Regions from separate parts of the Sus scrofa genome. Here all the other regions are linked to region 2. Evidence: chromatin contacts called from public HiChIP or PLAC-seq data. All regions are on one chromosome and are shown on one strand. The core of a region is the stretch at or near the end of the contact, and the rest is flanking DNA. Distances in the headings are between cores, read along the strand shown. Region 1 has its middle 18 kb from the start of UCMA. Region 2 has its middle 110 kb from the start of OPTN. Region 3 holds the start of MCM10 (protein MCM10 homolog).

Evidence for each region. HiChIP or PLAC-seq counts read pairs in DNA pulled down with a chosen protein or histone mark.
Region 1: a contact with region 2 is called in an H3K27ac HiChIP or PLAC-seq map of alveolar macrophages. The contact joins two enhancer-like sites. A contact is called at or near these places in 2 of 47 Hi-C or Micro-C datasets (embryonic fibroblasts and liver) and 1 of 2 datasets of contacts at active chromatin or transcription factors (alveolar macrophages).
Region 3: a contact with region 2 is called in an H3K27ac HiChIP or PLAC-seq map of alveolar macrophages. The contact joins the promoter of MCM10 here to the enhancer-like site in region 2. A contact is called at or near these places in 2 of 5 promoter capture datasets (fetal liver and liver), 6 of 47 Hi-C or Micro-C datasets (embryonic fibroblasts, epiblast stem cells, liver and 3 more) and 1 of 2 datasets of contacts at active chromatin or transcription factors (alveolar macrophages).

What each region holds. Positions count from the first base shown.
Region 1 is chr10:48,441,646-48,444,540 of Sscrofa11.1, forward strand. No RefSeq gene overlaps it. Among named protein-coding and RNA genes, the nearest start is that of UCMA, 18 kb to the right of the region's middle. Within about 2 kb of position 1,561, at least 8 of the 83 cell types and tissues checked have an H3K27ac peak or open chromatin away from gene starts, as enhancers often do. A contact at or near this core is called in alveolar macrophages, where this site is marked.
Region 2 is chr10:48,679,040-48,681,975 of Sscrofa11.1, forward strand. No RefSeq gene overlaps it. Among named protein-coding and RNA genes, the nearest start is that of OPTN, 110 kb to the left of the region's middle. Within about 2 kb of position 1,357, at least 22 of the 83 cell types and tissues checked have an H3K27ac peak or open chromatin away from gene starts, as enhancers often do. A contact at or near this core is called in alveolar macrophages and embryonic fibroblasts, where this site is marked.
Region 3 is chr10:48,522,378-48,525,571 of Sscrofa11.1, forward strand. MCM10 (protein MCM10 homolog) reads right to left here and starts at 1,544. Exons shown (of 20, transcript XM_021064865.1): 1 at 1,476-1,544.

The sequences.
Region 1 (2,895 bases), core at 311-2,810, 240 kb before region 2:
GGGAGTGAAATAGAAGGTTGGAAACTAGGACTTCATCGATGGCCAAGACAGCTTTAGGAGATCTGAGGCTGGCCAAAACTGTGAGTGATCTGAGAAATTTACATATGTTCCTTCCACACTTCCTCCCTCAACCCTCCGAATGTCATTCCAAAGAGCCTCACAGACTCCCCGGTCACACAAACTCCCTTTCATACATCCTTGCACAGAAGACTTCACTCACACAAGCCCACATTCACCCACTTGTTAACACTTGTACTGTTCACACAGACCCTTTTTCATGCGTCCCCTCCACAGAGAAACCCAGACACCAGCCAACACTCACACCGCACGCTGGCATTCCAGTCCCTGTCCTCTCGCATTTGTCTGCACCCACTTCCTGCTTCTCTCGGCTTTCTTTCAAGTTCCCCACACATATCACCTTCAACAGGTTTTTAACTGAGTGACCATGATGGGATGGGCACTGTCATGACGCCTAGGAGCTCTTAAGGAGCTCAGAGTCCCCTGGAGAAGGTGGCCGGGGAGGGAGGAAAACCATGTAAAAATCTAAAGGCATGGGATGAGGCTAGTCTTAAAACTGAGGTGAGGCATGAGGAAAAGCAGGCACAGGGGAGAGAAGGAAAAACGGGGAAAGAGGAAGGGAAGGTCTCTCCTGGAGATGTCAAGAAAGGGAGGCATTAAAAAGGAGGAGCTTGAGACTAGCCCCCCCTTTTTTTTTTTTTTTTTTTTGCTTTTTAGGTCTGCACCTGCAGCATATGGAGGTTCCTAGGCTAGCGGTCAAATTGGAGCTGTAGCTGCCGGCCTACATCACAGCCACAGCCCTGCAAGATCTGAGCCGAGTCTGTGACCTACACCACAGCTCACGGCAACACCGGACCCTTAACTCACTTATTGAGGCCAGGGATCGAACCCACATCCTCAAGGATACTAGTCAGAGTTGTTTCCTCTGTGCCATGACGGGAATTCCCGAGACTAGTTCTGAAGAATTAGAAAGTCTCTGCCAGGAGGACAAGGAGAAGGTTGTTCACCAAAGAGAAAATGTGACATATAACTCAGAAAACTTTTGAAGAACTTCAAAGAGTGACAGTGCTGTAATAAAATCCTTTGACGCACCTGTTTATGAGAAAAAGCACTGTCATTAAAATTGTTGCAGCAACTGTGGCAGCAGGACACAAAGGGCACTCGGAGATGCAGAATAGCCAGGTTTATTTAGGACCTGTGCGAGCTCAGAGGAGTTGCCTCTAGAGTCTGAGCACCAGGTCTTTGTTCTGGTGCTTTTATACAACACAGACCTCCCGGTCTTAAGGTTTTTCCCTACTGTTCAAGCAGTCCCGGCTTTCCCCCATGCCAGACAGAGTTCCTGCCTAAGAAAGGGAGCAAACAAGACGACAAAAGCAAAACTGACAAGCAGTGCTTGGTGCAGGGTTAGCAGGGCTGCTGGCAAGGACATTAGGTACACAGTTGCTACAAGTTTACAGGAAGGGTGGTATGTGGGGAGCAAAGCTGCTGACAGGCGGGTGGTTGCCTCCTCAGGCAGGGGTGGCGTCGGGGGAGGGGTGTTTCTTTAGTTAAAACTCTTACTTCAAAATGAAAAAAAATAGGAAGACTATTGCTCAATCTTGTCTCAATCTAGCAGTAAGAGTCATCCACATGCATGTGATCTAATTTGCAAAGAACGATTACAATTCAGGAAAGATTTAGTAATTAACATCTGTAAAGACACCATTTGTTGTTTACCATAGAATAGATAATAATTATGTTTTTTGACCAGTTATGTGCTATTATTAATTTTAACAACAACTCAATCCTGGAAAAAAATTTAACACCAGGGACTATGATTTCAGACAAAAAAAAAAACATACTGGCAGAAACGCAAGATAGTGATAAATGACAGACTTACAAGCTTAAAGACATACTGTATTAGGAAACTACCTTGTGAAGAGGTGGAAAGAAAAGGCCCTGGGGAGTTCCCATCGTGGCTTAGTGGTTAACGAATCCGACTAGGAACCATGAGGTTGAGGGTTCAATCCCTGACCTTGCTCAGCGGGTTAAGGATCCCGCATTGCCGTGAGCTGTGGTGTAGGTCGCAGATGAGGCTCGGATCCTGCGTTGCTGTGGCTGTGGTGTAGGCCGGTGGCTACAGCTCCGATTGGACCCCTAGCCTGGAAACCTCCATATACCATGGTGAAATGGAGTTTTAACTAAAGAACAAACCCCCCTTGGCTAAGAAGGCAGCTGCAAGCCCTTCCAGCTGTGCTCATCACTATGCCACCCTTCTTGTAATAATGTCACAACTGTGTGCCCTCTGTCCAAGCCAGCAGCCCTGCTAATCAGGTACCCAGCATTGCTTATCAGTTCTGCTTCTGTAACCTTGCTTGCTCAGTTTCTTAGGGAGGAACACTGTCTGCTTGGGGATGGGGGGAGGTCCCGGATGCTTACATGGGAAAAACAAGACCTTGTAGTGTATAAAAGTTACTGAGAACAAAGACCTGGTGCTCAGACTCTGGAGGTGACTCCTCTGAGGCCGCACTGGTGCTGAATAAACCTTGGTTTTCCATATCTCCGAGTGCTGTTTGTCTCCTTCCACTGCCACCGTTTTTGCAGTTTCCGCAACAATGGGAGCGGCCCCAGAAAAGGCAAAAAGACAACAACAAAAAAAGACACTAGGACTTTGGCACTTGCTATTTCATCCCAGGGGACTGGAAATAAGAATTCAAAGGGCAAAAGGAAAATATATCAAAGAAGCGCATTCTTAAATGCTCCATTAAAGAAGAGCCTTTGTTGGAGGCTTGCCAGATATAAATGTATACAGGCCACAGTGAATCAAAGAAACTAGATAGTACTTGAAGAATGACTGCTAATCTAGGCTTGCAAAATATCTAAGACTTTCCCAAACCC
Region 2 (2,936 bases), core at 107-2,606:
GTAAGGACGAAGAAGGAGGTCGGGAGAAGGTCCACCCTGTGATGACACTACACTGCCTTCAATCTTGTAAGTTTCCCACTTGGATTTGGTCAGGTCCCCCATTATAAGCACTCCAACAATAGACTTCTTCCATTTGGAGCTACATATTTTTGCCCTGCAACTTTTTCAGTTACAGCAGTGTTTAGAGGCCAAGAATTTAGACAAATTAGACTTGAAATCAGACTTTCAAATTGTTGTACAACAAAATTAAGGGAGTTCCCTTAGTGGCTCAGCAGTTAACAAGGCCAAAGGGGCAGCTGGAAGAGAAAAGAGAAATCTGAGATACTTTCTTGAAAATAAATCGGGGAGTTCCCGTGGTGGTGCAGTGGTTAACGAACCCGACTAGGAACCATTAGGTTGCAGGTTCGATCCCTGCCCTTGCTCAGTGGGTTAGGGATCCGGTGTTGCCGTGAGCTGTGGTGTAGGTCGCAGACGCAGCTAGGATCCCGCGTTGCTGTGGCTCTGGCGTAGGCTGGCGGCTACCGCTCCGATTCGACCCCTAGCCTGGGAACCTCCATATGCCGCGGGAGCGGCCCAAGAAATGGCAAAAAAGAAAAAAAAAAAAAAAAGAAAGAAAGAAAAGAAATCGACCACTGTGAAGGTGCTCTGCAGGATAGCAGATGACAGGGACATCTCATGTCAAGGATGAAACTCCATGTGTGAGAATAGAACTTTCCAGAGATATGAATCAGAGCCAGAGGACAGACTGACTTCAAACACAAAATAAAACCCCAGCGGTGTTAACATTATTGTCGGCATTGCTGATTCTGGATCAAATCCAGCTTGTGACATGTCCCCTGAGACACGGACCAGCCCAACAAAAGAAAACACCTGGGCTGGTTATCCAGCAATGCCTACTTCTCTCGGCTGTTCCTCGTTTATTCAACCTGGCTGCTGGGATACAGTAAAACAGAGCTGCATTCCTGCAGCTAGATACTGGTAAAATCTAACTGCATCGCGGTGGCTGGGAAGTAAGAAAACATAACGAATCAGAATTCGTTTTTTTCCCCCAAGTTGCAGTTGCGACCTATGGTGCCAGACCATTTCACCTACTGTGCCTGCTGTGGATCAAACCTATCTCCTGGAGCTGCTGAGGCACTGCCACAGAGGAAACTACCCACTGTCATATATATTTTTTTTTCAGTCACTTTTGATGGAGTGTTACATAACCCTCTCCCAATCTGTTTTGATGGAAAAACTCACTGCCCTCTGCAGCTCGGTCACGATATAGACACTCAGCCCTCTCTCGGTCCGTTATGATGGAGCAATAACCAGCCGTCTGGTCTGTTTTGATGGATTGACTCATATCAAGCTCCTGGCTGGCCTGAATGCAGTGAAACACTGCCCTCTGCCGGCGAGGATAGTGCAATACACAGCTCTCTCCAAGCCAGGTGGGTTTGTTGTTGTTGTTGTTGTTTGTTTTTGTCTTTCTAGGGCCGCACCTGCTGCATACGGCAGTTCCCAGATCAGGGGTTAAATCCGAGCTGCAGCTGCCAGCCTACACCACAGCCATAGCAACACCAGATCCAAGCCACGTCTGCGACCTACACCACAGCCCCAACTCACTGAGCAGGGCCAGCGATGGAACCGCGTCCTTACGAATACTAGCCGGGGTTCGTTACCACAGAGCCACAAACGGTAACTCGTCCAGGGCAGTTTTGATGGAGACACAGATCTTCACCGCCAGCCGGGATGGAGCTACACACTGCCCTCTGCTGGAGAATCTGGATGACCCAAAGAACAGTCTCCTCTCGAAGAGACAGGATGGAGCAGCATGCAGCAGTCGTCTCCCGACCTGTTTTAATGGAGCAACACACCGCCCTCTGCTGGCCAAACTGGATGGCGCAACAGTTCTCTTGAAGCGGACTTTCTCCCATAAATCCCATATTTTATATAAAATATTAAATTTTCTCTTGTTAAATTTTTATAAAAATTCCAAATATACCCAAAAATAGAGTATGACAAACCCCCAGATACCAATTATTCAGCTTCAATAACCATCAATATTTTGCCATACTTGTTTCATCAATAGTTTTGTTTTTGTTGTCTTTTTGCCTTTTCTAGGGCCGCACCCGAGGCATATGGAGATTCCCAGGCTAGGAGTCGAATGGGAGCTGTAGCTGCCAAGCCTACGCCAGAGCCATAGCAATGCTGGATCCAAGCCGCATCTGCAACCTACACCACAGCTCACCTCAATGCCAGATCCTTAACCCACTGAGCAAGGCCAGGGATCCAACACGCAACCTCATGGTTCTTAGTCGGATTCGTTAACCACTGAGCCAGACGGGAACTCCAATAGTTTTTTTTTTTTTAAGTGAGGATATATTAAAGCAAATCCAAGTTTTAAGTCCTGATGTCACTAAGTACTTCATTAGGCACCTAAAAAGAAGAAATTATTCTATCACATAACCATAATGCCATTAACATACCCAACAAAATTATGAAATCCAACTTCATAAAATTTCTTCAAATACCTAAAACAATCTTTCTTACTATAGGTTTATTTGAAACACTGTATAAAGTTTTTACATGACTTAGATCTGTTTCGTATTTCTTTCACACTAGAATATTCCCCACCCTCTTCCCTTTTTTCTTCCCATGCCATTGGGTAGTCAGGAAAAATCGAGTCTGGAGTCCTGAAGAATTTGCCACACTCCGAATTTGGCTGCAAAGCCATTTCTTAAGCTGTGAACCCAATGGCCAGGATTTCCAGAGGAGCAACCTTTGATCTAGTGGAGCACCCTGTGCTGCCTCACTGGTGCAATGGGCAGGCTTGTAACTGTGTCCACACTCCTCTACTCCTCCCTGGGATCCAGGAGGAAGAAAGTAACCAGCCACTCAGAACCCCAAGAAATAGATTTTCTCCAGGGGAAATACCTTTTCTCTCTAACGGATTT
Region 3 (3,194 bases), core at 294-2,793, 160 kb before region 2:
CATTCAGTGGGATAAGGATCTGGCACTGCCATGAGCTGTGGTGTAGGTTGCAGATGTGGCTCGGATCTGGCATTGGCTGTGGTTGTGGTGTAGGCCAGCAGCTCGGATTCAACTCCTAGCCTGGGAACTTCCATATACCACAGGTGCAGCCCTAAAAAGACGTGTGTGTGTGTCCTTGGTAAGTCCACTATCAAGTGTTAATTATGGTGCTTTCTTTTCACTTATTCAACAAATATTTCCACGGACCCCTCATGTGCCCTGAGCTGTGCTGTCTACTAGGGATTCTGCTGGATTGTGAGCTTCTTGAGGGTTTGGTAGGAGTAGACTGTCTTGTTCATTTCTATAACTAATCCCTTTTCCCACCAGACAAACCCATGCACTGTTCCTCACCTCACATCTAGGCCCATATGACATGTTATGGGTTCTATCTCCAAAATATTGCTCACATCTCCTACTTCTCCCCACTTTCACTGCCAAAAGCCTAGCCCAAGCCACCATCAATCTTTTGCCTAGACTACTGTATTAACTACCTGTATTGGTCTCTCTGCCCCTCTGTAATCTATCCTCTATACAACATCTACAGTTAATTTTTTCTTTCCTTAGCAATCTTTAAGGAACATAAGCCAGATCGTGGTAGTCCCTTCATATGATTTCTTTAACGATTTTCCCACTGCCCTGAAAAGAAAATTTACGGAGCCTATGAGGCAATGGATAGGCTCTCTCCTGCCTAGTTCTACTTCCTCATTTTTTCCAGGGGTCATTCCCCCAACTCTACCCATGTCCCAAAAGACATTCCACCCAGATTAGTCTGCTTTCAATTTCTCCAACTCAGCGGTGCTTTCAGACCTCAGGTTCTTTGCAAAGCTCTCCTCCAGCAACTTCTCATCCCTCAAGCTCTGCTTAACTATCAATTTTTCTCAGCTTTTCCAGGCCACCCTATCTGACCAGGCCCCTGACATCCTCTCCCCTCATCCTACAATTCCACTGTTTGTTAGCTGTTTGTTAGCTGTTATCTTCTTTAAGAAGTGATGGGTATTTGTAGCGCTGCACATGGCACGCATTCATTAACTGTTAGCAAATCATCAATTAAGCAAATGAACGAGTGAATAAGAGAAAGCCCAACCGCCACGCATTTAGCAAGAGTTTAAAAGGTTGCCTCTAAAAAAGAAAAATTGGACCCTTAAACAGCATGGCGGCCGGACGCCTGTACCTCAAGATGCATTTCGCAAGTCCACGCAATCCCCCAACCCCCTCATTTTTCGCGGCTCCAAACCCAGCGCCCACTGCGCCTCCCAGCCCGCGCCAGCCCCGCGCTCTGCCCAGGCCGCCCCCGCGCTTACCCAATTCCAGTCTCGCCCACCTGGGCGCCCCTAAGACTCCGGGCCTTCCGCCTTCGGAGCTTGCTAAACTCTCCTACTGAGGCGCGTGGCTAACCCTTCAACCCGCCCCTCAACCTATGGACGCCAGCTTCTTACCAGGCTCCGCACTCTTCCCTTTCTACAACCAGACCCGCCAAAATTCCAACTAGCCACCGCCCCGCCTCTGACGTCAGACGCACGCCAAGCTCAGAGCTGTACTGATTGGCTACTTCAGAGAACTGGGCGGAAACGACAGGGTGGGGATGGAGGGGGGGTGGTGCCTTACGTACAGCAATCTGATTGGCTCATGTGACCGGCGCCCTCTTTGTTGGGGGCAAAGGAACTTCCGGTCGGTGCGGCACTGGGCTTCTTCAGGTGAGTGTTCCTGCGTCCTTGCTGGAGCCAGGAAGTTGAAATATCCCCGTACGGTATTTTCACAGGTGTCAGTTCCTGACACTTTCCGGAACTGAGTGTGTCATGTGGTTCTGATCCTCTCTTTCTCTTCCTGTGAGGTAGCTGGTAACGCTTGATGCGAACAACTCTGTATGCTGACGCCCAAACCACAGAACCCATTACAAACCTACCCCTGTCCTCACAGAGTTCCCGCGGCTGGACCAATTGTGTAGAGATCTGAACAAGCCGGTTGACTATTTTACTTAGTAGATTAGTTTATAGCCCAGTGTTCAATTGAAATAGTTGGGAGTCAAAACCAGAAATCTGGTCTCCTTTTGCCTCTGATTGGCCTTGGGCACTAACATCTTCACCGTCTATAAAATGAGAAGGAAAGGCTGGATGACATTCTTTGGCACAGTAGAAACCATCGTTTCCAGAGGAGTCCGTGGTCCATAGACTTTGAGAATTCGTCGGAGTTGGGAATAACTGCTGCTTCTTCCCACCAAAATATCAGCATCTGGAGACAAAGAAACCGTGTCTTTTCATCTTCCCCTTCCTCTGTCTTCTCTCTTGGTGCTGGTGCCTGGCACACAGTAAATGCTTAAGAAAGAAAAAATCGAACAGAGTATTTACTCCTTAACAAGTCAGCTTTGGGGGGCTCGATTTCTTCATCTGTAAAGTGCTGATAATAGCAATACCTGGATTGGAGGGTTTTAGGAAAGATCAAGTGAGTTATTGACCATAATCACTTCGTGCCTCAGGTGCACAAGGTTGGACAAAGAGGAGGTCCATGTTCTAGAAATTTATTAGGTCTAATTTTGGAGATGTGACATGCATAAAAGATAACATAAGGTGACTACTGAGGAGCACCAGTCTTGCTGGAGAGAAGGTAAAAAGAGGAGCAAATGTTAAAATAAAAATTTTAAAAAAGCAGGTAAAGCAAATTATGTGGCAGATAAATATTTTATTCTGTAAGCAGTAAAAAGATCATGTTTGAGCAAGTGGGAAAGGAAGGTGCAGCTAGGTGCTTACACTATGTTAAGATTTTTAACTGTCGCATATGAACTGTGCAACTTCTGCTAAGTTACTTAACCTCTCTGAGCCTCAACTTATCTGCAAAACAAGGATAGTTGTAGTGATTTCATAGGATATTTTGAGGATTCATGAGGAAAACTTGAATATGTGCAGAGTATGCCCAACACATGTAAGTATTAAATGTGTATTAACTTATATTCTTTCAAAGGCATTGCTTAGGACAGTTAAAAAGGAACTAGATATACCAGAAACTGGAGTCGAAGAAGCTTGAGAGAAGATGGTGATAGTCCCAGACTGTTAAAAGAGTTGAAGGGAAAGGACAAATGGGAAACATTATGTGGGAAACCTATCTATTGTGCTAAGTGACCAAAGAAAAATTACCTTTGGTAGGAAAAGGAGAGGACAATG